Linked DNA regions of Sus scrofa: region 2 is linked to region 1. Evidence: chromatin contacts called from public HiChIP or PLAC-seq data. All regions are on one chromosome and are shown on one strand. The core of a region is the stretch at or near the end of the contact, and the rest is flanking DNA. Distances in the headings are between cores, read along the strand shown.

Region 1 (5,933 bases), core at 1,111-3,610:
CGTGGTAGCCTCCCAGGCAGTAGGGGTCTCGGCATAATCCCTGTAGGAAGGAGGGCGGGGAGGCCCCGGTGAGCGGGCTGGAGCTGGGGGGCTTGCCCGGCGGCAGGCCCAGGCCCCCCGATAGCTGGCCTCCCACGAGGCCGGACTTGCTGGGATCCAGGCCAGGCACGAACTGAGACGGGTAGCCGGCGTAGGCGCCCACGATGGAGCCGTGGTAGCCGATGCTGGAGGGTGGCAGCGGGAACACCGAGTGGCCCGGCTTATAGGGCGACACCGGCGCCACGTGGCCGGCCCCCACCAACGCGGAGGGCGGCTCCGACTTGCGCCCGGAGGCCCCGGCCTCCGTGCCGCTGCCGCTGTGCCCGCCCGGCTCCCCACCGTTGCCGCGGCTCACGGCCGCAGGCTCCGGGCTGGGCTTGGGCTCCTGGTCTTTCTTGTCCAGCTCCCCGCTGCCGCCTGCGCCGCCGTTCTTGCAGTCAGAGTGGTGCGGGGAGCCGCCCCGAGAGCCACCAGGGGAGGATGAGGACGAGGACGCGGAGACCGGCGCTCCATGCGGGGGGAAGGGCGTGCAGGCGGCGCTTGGGACCCTGAAGCCCGCCTTGTCTCCTGGGGACAAGGAGGAGGAGGAGGAGGTGGAGGACACGGAGGAGGAGCCGCTGTCTTTGCGGGAGTCGCCGCCTCCGGAGCCCTTGGAGTAGGGCTTGAAGCTGGACTTGTCCTCGGCCGGGGAGTCCCCCAGCTGCTTGAGAGCCGCAGAAGCGGAGGCGGCGCCGGAGGCGGAGCGGCTGGGGTCCTTCTCTGCTCCCAGCCCGTTGGCCGCCGCTACCGAGTTGAGCTTAGACGAGGGCGGCGGGTCCGGCTTGCCGATCTGCGAGCAAGTCTGGGCCAGCAACGCCAAAGGACTCTTCTTGGCGTCCAGCTGTGGGAGACAGCGGCAAGGGGAGGGAGAAGGGGGGTGAGACGAGAAACCGCTCGGGAGAGTGAACAAGTGGGGTGCCTGGGAAGCTGGGGGGGGGGGCGAGGGGAGCCGACGAGGCGGCGGACGAGGCGAGAAGACCTTGGGGACAGGGTCTGGAGAGCGAGGGCGGGGCTGCTGGGCGGAACTGCGCTAACCCTGCCGGCCGGTGAGATCCCTCGCTCTCGGTGTCCCCGGAGTGCGCCACCGGTCCCGGGAAAAGAGCAGTGGAAGTAGTCTACCAAAGGTGACTTCTCTGGAGTCAGGGCTGAGGGAGGGCCTGTAACTCGCCCCCTGCCCTCGAATCTCCCCCTAGTCTATGCCCAGGGAAAAACTTATTGCTTCAGTTTGGGTAACTTCGCTTAGGACGGGTTTCAGGCGGTGGCGCCGCGGGGTAGAAGCCGGGAAAAGCGCGTTCTGAAGCTAGGGCTGCCGTTGGCGCTCTCTTGGTAGCCCCTCCCTCCCGGGGAGGGCACCCAGGGAAGTGGGAGGAAGAAAGACCTGGGATCGGGAGTGCCGGGGCGTAGTGCGCTCTAACCGGATGGGACAGAGGCGGAGCAGGACCGGGCCGATCCGGCTTCAAAGAGAACAAACCCGGGTAGAGAGAGGTGGGCGGGAGAGGCCCAGGAGAGATCTTCTCCGGCCTGGAAACTGGGTGGCGAGGAAAAGTAAAAGACCCAGTGGAGACTCCAAGAGCAAACCCAATCCGGGAGAAAACATGTAGCTCCGAAAGGCGAGTGTGGAAGGGGAACCTTTCCGGAAAAGCCCAGGGAGAACCGTGTGGGCTCTGATCCCTCTGTTCTCCGTCCCTTCTCACACCGTCCGCCAGTGTGGCCGGACCTGAGCGTCGCACCGAGCCCCAGGGCGCAGGGAGCAGGGCCGTGGGCCCGGCAGTGGTGGGCGGAATGGGGCCGGCGCTGGACTGGCAGCGACCAGTCGACTGACCTCAATGGGGCTGACGGGAGTGGAGGACAGCGGCTGCAGGTACTCCGGATGCAGGAGGTGGCCGGTGTGCGCGCTCAGCATCTTCAGGACCCTGATGGGGAGCCGGTTTGCCTGGCGCAGGGGGTCCGCCGGGGGCAAGAGAGACACCGCCGCCGGCACCGCCGGCCTCTTCCCGCCTCCGCCGCTACCGCTGCCGCTGCTTTCGGGTGTCCTTGGGTTAGATCCAGCGGGCGAATCGCTCATTTGGAGGAGGCAGCGCCACTGGGGGGGCGGGGAGGGAGGGGGAGCACCGGGGAGGCGAGCTCCCGCGGCGGGTGGGCTCGCTCCGCAGCGCCAAGCGCGGTGCAGCAGCCGCTGCGCCTCCACCCCTCCTCCACCGACGCCACCGCCGCCGCTGCAGCCGCCGCCGCCGCCGCTATTCCCGGCGAGCAACACAAAAACCTTCGCCTTCCGCGAGCCGCACGTCAAATAGCCGCGATCGGCAGCCACACTTCAAAGGGATCGCCGCGGCCGCCCAATCGCAGCTCTCGCCGGGACCCCGGGGCGGGGAGAGCGGCGGGCGGAGGCCGGCGCCGCCGGTGGGCGGGGAGAGCCTTAAAGGGGCCTCGCCTGCGCGCGCCTCTCCCGCCTCGGCCTTTACCACTCTCCGCACTCCTCCCCTCCCCCCAACTGGGCCACCCCTACCCTGGGGTCCCGGAGAGCAGGGGACTTCTCCGTGACCCCAAGGTCTGCGCCCTGTCTTTCGCTAGCTTCCCTATCGCTCTGTTCTCTCTCCCTTCGCACCGCGGGGAGTTGGTGCTGGCGGGGGCAGTCACCCTCAGGCCGTGTGTGTTTGGGGTGGGGTGGACTGGGGTGGGGGTGGGGTAGGAGCTCCCGGCGTTGGCTCTCTTACAGTCAGGTCCAAGCCTCTCCCCGAGGCGGCCTGGGGGCGGGCCGTGCCTCGGGAACCCAGCTCTGCTGCGGCCCTGCTCAGGCTCTGCTCAGGCTCAGCTCCGGCTCCGCTCCGGTCCAGCTCTCTTCCCCTAATTGGCTTCTCCCGGGTGGGCTCATTTGGAAGCGCTCGAGACCCGGAGGCAGCAGCGGTTCTCGGGATGCGGGGTAAAGCGCTCCAATAACTTTGAGCCAGTCCTGTCCGAAGCCTGCAAGTTTGAGGACTCCCTTAGGGGGTGAAATGATTGCGATAAGGCGCTGTTCCCTAGGTTGTGCGCGCCGCCGGCGCACAGATTTATAGGTTCGATGTTTTTGAGTGTGTTTTCAGGTTTCTTACAATGTCCTGCTTAGAGGCATAAAATTCTCTCACGGCACAGAGCCTTGCTGCTATTTGGGGGTTGGGGGAATCTAAGTGCTGCACCCGGATACAAACTCTAGAGATGCGTCCCCCACATGTTTTCTTCTCTCGGGGCTGGGGAGGGGGTAAATTTCCCAGGGAAATTTCGGAGTTAAAAACTTTGTATTAAAAATAACAGTATTCTCCTCTACTCCACCTCCTTCCCCTGGTGCCTTTCTAATAAAGTTTGCATTGCCAGCCTCGCACCGGGCAGAGATTTTACATAGACCTAATCTCGACATCATTAAGGTTCCCTGCCTGCGGATCAGAAGGTGAACCTGGGTCTTTGTGCTCTGGCCTCCGGGGAGACCACTTCGCCGTGCTCTCAGCGACCAGTGGAGGCGCGCTGGTGTCACTGCCTCGCTTGGAGTACCACTTTCCCAGCTCGAATCCATCACTCCGATTGTCAGGCCTGTCACTCGGGGCATATTGCTCCAGGACTACCCGTCCCTGACTCTGCTGCTCGTTGATCAACGCCCTGCGATCACATGAGAACCAAGACGGGGATAGATGATTTCAAAGGGGTCCTTCCAACAGAATGAAACAACTGTCATGGAAATAACAAATAGCAATCACGAACCTTTATCATGTTCCGTAAAGGAGGCAGCAGGCACCACTCCCAGGCCCTATCCGTCATACGCTCAACTGAATGTACTCCCTGGATGCGTCTGTTTTTTAGACAGTATGCATAGACCTCTAAAAAATTACACAGGCTTTCCCTACCCTAACTTTCATCCTGGTAAAATTAGGTTACAATGAATGCCAGGGGATGTCCTGACTGGGTGATGTATTCCATATTGCAGCAAGAGGGGTACCAGAAGGAGGGGGGGCCCACTTATTTCATTGTGGTTGTCCTTATTCCCCACCCCCATCTCTTCTCGTGCCAGCTTCTGAGTACTCTAACGTCCCTGCCACTGCCAACACCAATTTTAAATGTCCATTGCAGGGCTGCTTCAGTCTTAGAGGTCATTTGGCCTTTGGGAGACTGCTCTGCAGAGAGAGGAAGTGAGAATGGAAGAGGGTGGGCCTTTGTAGGCATTTAGAGGAGGAACTGGGAAGAGGGGCACCCTTGGAGACAGGAAGAGATGAAAGACCCCTTCTTGATGATTGTAACCAGCTCAGCTGTGAGTGCCAGCCAAGAACTCCTGCTAGGGCCCAAGCAGATGTGTGTTGGGAGTGATTAATGGAGAATCAGTTGGGTACAAAGGGGAGAGGAGACAGACAAAGGCATTTAGGAGTTTGGAAGGACTAGAGGGGCAGGAGGCAGCAGGAATGGGGTGAAGAATGGAGGGTGATAAAATATTTACTCTCTATTTGGAGAGGAAAAGAGAAGAAGAGGCCTAGGAATGAACGAAAGGAAGGGAGGAAGGAGGAGGTGGGGATGGGAAGGCCAGGCTCAGGATGGAGGGTGAGGAGTCAGCTCAGGTAGTCACATGTTGTCCTTAGAAATCCTCACTCCCTTAGCTCACAGCTGATCACTAGGAAGAGGAGGTGTCAAACAGCACTGAGGTGGAGACCAGGCCTGCTGCCCCTTCCCGGAAAGTGCTAGCAAGGGAGTAGAGCCACCCTTCCCTTTGGGGTGCTGGTGAGGGCAGCAGGGCCCCTTTGGCTGGACCCATCCAGTCACCTTAGGTGGGAAAATGGAAAACCATACTTAGCCAGGCCAGAGGCCTAATTAAGAGACACTAGATGGTTATTACAACCAGTCCCCCCCCCTTTTTTATAGCCAAACCTGAGGCATATGGAAGTTCACAGGCTAGGGGTCGAATCAGAGCTGCAGCTGCCTACTTACGCCACAGCTGCAGTAACACAGAATCTGAGAACCATCTGTGACCTGCACCACAGCTCAAGGCAACACCAGATCCTTAACCCACTGAGCAAGGCCAGGGATCAAACCTGCATCCTCATGGATACTAGTCAGGTGGATTACTGCTGAGCCACGACAGGAACTCCCTACAACCAGTACTTGACATCCACTTAGCTGAAATGCTGACCCCTGCATAGTCCTAAGTGGGGCTCTAGTGACCTAAAGCAAGGACTGTGTCCAAAGGATGGCTTGTCACCTGCAAGAGAATCAGGCTAAGTTTTTACTTGGGTTGACTTTATTGAGGGTAATGGGGTGTGGTTGAGAAGGCCATGCAAAGACACTGTCGTACAGGACACAAGCCACCCCCTTGCAAAAAAGTTGCAGTTCTGTGGCTAAGGGGCCTTTTCCCCTTCTCTCCAGGCCCTTCCTAGGTTGCCCTGGGAGGGATGGCACCAGGACCACAGGACAGGGGCCAGCACTGTGTGAGGACTCCCCCTGCCAATGTGGTCAGGAATTACAACCTGGTGTGTCAGGCTCTTGATAAGTTTTAGTTACTGTTGTTATCTTTTCCATTTACAGCTGGAGAGGTTAGTTAGTCACTTACCCAAAGGCAAGTGACCAGTGAGCAGCAGAGCTCTCACTTGGAGTCAGGTCTCAGTGAGCCAGGCCTCTGAGCCACAATGCCGTGGTGGGTCCCGGGCAGGAAAACCTCTGGAAACTTGGGTTTCCTCATGTATAAAACCTGAGAGTGGCCACCTCAGAGTCAGGGAGCCCCAAACAGAAAATGCATGTCACACATCTAGTGCTGGGCACCAAGAAAGTCTCAGGTAAATGAGGGCTGTGTTCAACAGCATCATTTGCCTCTGTGGGGCCATTGCTCTGGAGAACATTCCAGCTGC
Region 2 (5,933 bases), core at 2,540-5,039, 160 kb after region 1:
GGAGGGTGGCCTTGGGCCTGCAGCTCCCAGCCTGGGCCTCAGCCCTCGGGGTCTGCAAGGTGCCTCCTGGCTTTTGTAGGACTTGATTCACCTCATCCAAACTTGTGGAAGCTCATGATATAAGGGAAATGGTCTCTAATTTGCTAGGCGAGAAACTCTGGGGGTTAGCACATGCTAATCCAATCACATATAAAGTGAAATGTTTATTCTAGGGGAAAAAACTCTTTCAAGCCATTTTTTTTTAATGAGTCACATTTGGCATAGTTGAGCCTTTCCCTGGAGGGACCATCTTGCTGAGGGAAAAGGGGAAAAGCAACAATCTCAGAAGAAAATTCAGGCCAGCAGTTTCTAAATCTGCAACTAGCTTGCTGTGTGACGGGGCATGAGACAGCTGACTTCTCTGTGCTTTGGTTTCCCAATAACCCACTCTCACAGGGTTCTCTGATTAAAGGCAAACATATGAATCAAACAAGGCAGGGGCTGATTCATGTGGGTGATGAATTCTGATGTTATAGGAGCAGTGCCTCCTTGGTGGAATCAACACAATGGCCCCATTACTGAATTCCAGAGAGCAGTCCCCTGTCTCTCTCCGCCAGGCACCTATCTGGGAAGCCAGACTCACCCACATCTCTCAGAATCCTAGGTTTTGAAAGTGTGGTGACCTTGGCCATTCCCCAGATGCATTTTTTTTTTGTTTTCTTAACCCACTAAGCAACAACAGGAACTCCCCCAGGCAAGGTGTTGACTGGCAGGCAGTGGCTTGGTGAACTGGGTCCCACCCCAGGATTTCCTTTTTCTTTTTTAATTAATCATTCTATTTAATTTATTTTATTAAAAAATTTTTTTTAAGGAGTTCCATTTGTGGTACAGCAGAAACAAATCTGACTAGTATCCATGAGGATGCTGGTTTGATTCCTGGCCTTGCTCAGTGGGTGGAGGATCTGACATTGCCCGTGAGCTGTGATATAGTTTGAAGACTAAGTTCAAATCTCACATTGCTGTGGCTGTGGTGTAGGCTGGCAGGTGTAGCTCCAATTTGACCTCAAGGCTGGGACCCTCCATATGCCACAGAGTGCGGCCCTAAAAAGCAATCAATCAATCAATCAATTTTAAATTAAAGTGCAGTTGATTGACAATGTTCTGTCAATTTCTGTTGTAAGGTGACCCAGTCATACACATATATACATTTTTTCCTCATGTTATCTTCCATCATGTTTTATCACAAGTGATTGGATATAGTTCCCTGTGTTTTTTGATTTTTTGTTCATGTCCATGGCATGTGGAAGTTCCTGGGCCAGGGATTGAACCTGAGCCACTACAGTGACCTGAGCTGCTGCAGTGAGACTGATGGATCCTTAACCTGATGCACCACCAGGAAACTCCTACCCAGGATTTATTTATTTTTCTTTTTTCTTTCTTTCTTTGGCCCAAACTGTGGCTTATAGAAGTTCCCAGGCTAGGGGTTGAATCAGAGCTGCAGCTGCTGGCCTACACCACAGCCACAGCAACACAGGATCCAAGCCTTGTCTTTGACCTACACGAGAGCTCATGGCATGTTGGATCCTTAACCCACTGAGCAGGGCCAGGGATTGAACCCATGTGCTCCTGGATATGATTCGGGTTTGTTACTGCTGAATCACAATGAGCACTCCTACCCCAGGATTTCTAATCACGGTTCTAGACCATGTCCGACCTCCTCATGTATGGCTTTGCCACAACCCTGCCTGGGAAAGGAAGTTCTGTGGTTTCTCTTTGGTCTTGCTGCTCTCATCTCCCCAGGCTGCACCCCGCCAGCCCTGCCTGCTGCTAACTGGGACTGAGGAGGCCCCAGAGCTTGACAGGATGAGAGATGGGAGCTGTAGCTCTGGCTGTGGGTGCCATGGGCAGAGCATGACATGATTCTGTCTCTTCAGAGCCCTGCCCAACCTGCTTCTTCATTTACTTCTGCCTTGGTTGGTTGTGTGGCTACTGGATGTCAGCCTGACTTCTGAGTGAAGGTAGGTCAGTTCGTCCCAGCCCAAGGTGACGATAGCAACCAGCCATTGCCTAAATGGTTGCTGCTCATCAAGAGCTTTCACCTGTGTAATCTTGCAAGGCCTCTCCTCTAAGACACAGAAAATGCAGGGGCTGGAGTTCCCACTGTGATGCAACGGGATCGCTGGTGTCTCTGCAGCCAGAATGCAGGTTCAATCCCCAGCCTGGCATAGCGGGTTAAGGATCCAGCGTTATAGCACCTGTGGATTAGGTCACAGCCGTGGCTCAGATCTGATCCCTAGCCTGGGAACTTCCATCTGCTGAGGGGTGGCCAAAAGAAAAGAAAAAAAAAAAAATGCAGGGGCCTTCAGATCATTTGGACACCATCTCATTTTGCAAAGGGGATGTTCTTTCCGAGGTGCCACAGCCAGTGAGTGGCAGGGCTGGGTCTAAGGCTTCTTCACGTCCTTCACATTCTTGACTTGAACTTCCTTTGTTCTTGATCAGGATCTATTTTGCTCTGTGTCATCTTGTTTGCATTATCCCACCAGGTCTGTTAAAGTGCTTTGGGATGAGGATAACGTTCTGGACGTCTCCACGACTCACCTGCTGCAGAGCAGAGCATGGCATGTGGAATCTACTTAGCAAACATCGAACTGGCAGGGGAAAGGTATTAAACTTGGAGGGACTAGGGGCAGCCCCAGTCCCCAGCAGACAGACTGGCACAGCGTTACCTGTCCTGAAAGAGCAGCTCAGGGTCCCTGGGAGCATCTCAGATTGTCAAGATCTTCCCCCACCCCTCTTTTAGTCCTGATACAGACTCACTGTCACCAGGTGTAGCATTGTTATCCTTATGATCATGGCTCTCACCTAGCTGTCTCCTGGCCTGCATGGAAAAGAAGGTGTGAGCTTCTAGATAGTGTCCCAGCCAAGTGAAAATGAGGCAGAAGTTCCAGAACTGGAGAGCGGAAGCAGCCCTTATGGGGAGGGAGGGAACCAAACACATGGTCTTTGGGTTGGAATCTGGCCCTCAGCCCCTCTGCCCCTTGCGGAACATGAAAACAAATCTCCTCTCGGTCCTGCTTGCTTGCTTCTTTAATGGCAGGAGTGAGAGGCCAAAGGAGATCCCACTGGGAACTCCCAGGAGGAAAGGCAGTAGTAATAACAATGATGAGGAGAGCTTATGGCTTGTTGAGGCTGCCGGCAAACAGAAAACAGGGCAAGTGGAGGCCACTCCTGGGGGCTGGGCGAAATTTGCCCTCCTCTCGGCCTTTGAGGGTAGGAGGTGCAGGGAAGGGCAGAGGACGCAGGAAGACCTTGGGACCCTGTTTCAGACTCATCACTGCTTTTGGACTTCCTAGGTGTGTGGGACTCCTGAGAAGCCCGCCTCCCTCCCCGGAGTTTCTTCCTCTCATCGGAGAATTCTGGCTTCTCCATTTCTGACAAGATGATTCAAAGCAAAAGTGGACTTGTCAGAGACAGGAAGGGAAGATAAGATAAAAATAAAAAGTTAGCCAGACTTAGAAGTTTTTCTGGCCTTAGTTCCTGCTCTCTCTCTCCCCTCCAACATTTGCATTCTTGCAAACAAAAATCCCACAGCAAAGCCCAGAAGGGGGGCCCAGGCCTTAGGCTCCAGGTCAAGGCCTGAGGGCAGTGGAGGAAGTGATTCAGGGCCCCCCGGGGGATGGAGGAGCTGGAGGCTGGGGCCAGGACACAGGGCTGCGGGCAGCGGGTCAGCCTCAGTCCGGCTCGCAGTGCCCCTGCCCCCATTCACCCACAGGCAGGCCAGCCCGGAGCCAGAGACGGGTGACTGATGGGTCCCAGCTTGAATGGAAAGTCCAGATTCCAGGGAGACAGCCTAAGAGGTAGGAGGAAAGCCACTTCTCACATCTGCAACAAAATTAAAAACGAAGTACATAAAATTCATTAGTTTACAAATAGCACTGTTACTTGTTACTCGGGGTATTAACAATCTCCTTTTTCGATTAAAAATTTTTTTTTAATTTTTAATTTTTTTTCTTTCGGTAACGCCCGTGAAAGACGTTTGTTTCAGTTGCCAACATTTCTGCAGAACTAATGTGGGTGGATTGTGACAGATATAATTTCTCCATCCTACAGTTTCATCAACTTGAGTTCTGTTAAACTATACCCGCTGGGCTTAGCTCCTTTTAAAGTTTCCGCTTTGACAGGTAGATTTATTAGTCTTGAAATTTGTACAAATCAGATGTCACTCGTGGCAACTTGTCAAAATGTCAGTCTGGCGAGGCGGCATGAAAGGCTTTCTGGAGAGGGAGACAGACGTGAGGCAGGCTTTAAAGAACTCCAGCTCGAGCTGTAGGAAGGGATGGGGGCATGGCAGCCTCTTGATCCCGAGGGCTTTACTTTATTAAATATCTCGGTCTGTACAGGGGACGTGACGTCGAATCTTGGGTCTCAGAGACATCAAGGCTGACAGCTCCCGAACCATGGCTCCTGTCCCTTCCAGTGTCAAGTTTCTTTGCTTGTTATGTTCACTTAGTGGAGAAGGCCAGGGGTGCTTGCATGGGGGAAGGAGAGCAAAGCCAGGCTGTTTGGTTTCCAAAAGGGCTGGGTGGGTCCGTGGCAATGGATGGGCGTTCCAGGCTGGGTGTTCCAGGCTGGGCTCCCCTGGTTGGAACTCGGGGCTGCCTTCAGGCTCATCAACACAGATTCTTGATTTTTTTTTTTTTTTTTTTTTTTTTTTTTTGTCTTTTTGCCATTTCTTGGGCGCTCCCGCGGCATATGGAGTTTCCCAAGCTAGGGGTCCAATCGGAGCTGTAGCCACTGGCCTATGCCAGAGCCACAGCAACGTGGGATCCGAGCCGCGTCTGCAACCTACACCACAAGCTCATGGCAACGCCAGATCCTTAACCCACTGAGCCAGGCCAGGGATCAAACCTGCAACCTCATGGTTCCTAGTCGGATTCGTAAACCACTGTGCCATGATGGGAACTCCTCTTGATTTTATTTTATTTTATTTTTTGCTTTTTAAGGCCTCACTCTCAGCACATGGAAGTTCCCAGGCTAGGGGTCGAATCGGAGCTACAGCTGCCACCCTAATTCACAGCCACAGCTATGTGGGATCCAAACCACATCTGCAATCTACACCACAGCTGACAGCAACGACAGATCTTTAACCCACTGAGCAAAGCCAGGGATCAAACCTTCGTCCTCATGGATACTAGTCAGGTTCATTACTGCTGAAGCACAATGGGAACTCCTCCTCCTCAGATTCTAATTCTACTGGGGAGGGAAAGCAGCTGAAGAGAAAAGGGAGCTCTCAGGTGGGAGCCACAGGAGGGGCAGGGGCGGCCCCATCATTGCCCCCAGGAGACCTAGGGCCTCGCTTTCCCAGCCTGCCCGATTCCCAGACTAGCCTGTGCCTCGTTACTTAATCAAGGATCCCTCGCTTTGGTCAACTTCCTCATTATCTGGTTTGACATGGCAGGCGATGTTATTAATAGTCAGAAAGCTATCTGAATTTTTTTCTCCCTGGGGGGAGGGGGTGGGAGTGCAGGAGAAAGAACCCAGCCTGGCTCTGAAGGCAGTTTTCTTTAAGGCTGGAACCCCGGGTGGATGGGGACATTCAGGACTCTGAGAATGTTTCCCCTCTTGGGGAGCAGGGGGGTTCCTGCTGCCACATTGGAGAGAAGATTCTGGAAGCGGAAGTTCTTGCTGGTTGACTGCACTGTTTCCATCGGTCTGTCTGTCCCGGGCATTTGGAAGATGTCCTGTAGAGCTGTAGCGCCCAGTACTCCTACAACCTCTGTCTCCCACTCCCCCAAGAAGTTCTGGCGGGCTTGGTACCTATGTCTTCAGAGAGAAAGGCATGGCCTCATGCTCCCGTAGGCCGGTGCTGGGACCCACTCCCCTATAACCAGTTCTTCCCTCATTTTCCCCCTGGGGAGGGGTTGGGGTCAGAGCTGCCAGGCTGACCTCCT

The links. HiChIP or PLAC-seq counts read pairs in DNA pulled down with a chosen protein or histone mark.
Region 2: a contact with region 1 is called in an H3K27ac HiChIP or PLAC-seq map of skeletal muscle. The contact joins the enhancer-like site here to the promoter of ZNF703 in region 1. A contact is called at or near these places in 8 of 47 Hi-C or Micro-C datasets (alveolar macrophages, brain, embryonic fibroblasts and 5 more) and 2 of 2 datasets of contacts at active chromatin or transcription factors (alveolar macrophages and skeletal muscle).

Annotation. Positions count from the first base shown.
Region 1 is chr15:48,694,279-48,700,211 of Sscrofa11.1, forward strand. ZNF703 (zinc finger protein 703) reads right to left here and starts at 2,361. Exons shown (of 2, transcript XM_003133370.5): 1 at 1,901-2,361; 2 at 1-919. The coding sequence starts at 2,143. It overlaps LOC110256999 (a long non-coding RNA gene), which reads left to right and starts at 2,495. Exons shown (of 2, transcript XR_002339108.1): 1 at 2,495-2,626; 2 at 3,414-4,403.
Region 2 is chr15:48,857,257-48,863,189 of Sscrofa11.1, forward strand. LOC106506229 (a long non-coding RNA gene) reads left to right here. Exons shown (of 7, transcript XR_002339142.1): 5 at 1,914-1,997; 6 at 2,526-3,839. Among named protein-coding and RNA genes, the nearest start is that of ZNF703, 160 kb to the left of the region's middle. Within about 2 kb of position 3,790, at least 17 of the 83 cell types and tissues checked have an H3K27ac peak or open chromatin away from gene starts, as enhancers often do. A contact at or near this core is called in omental adipose tissue, retroperitoneal adipose tissue, skeletal muscle and 1 more, where this site is marked.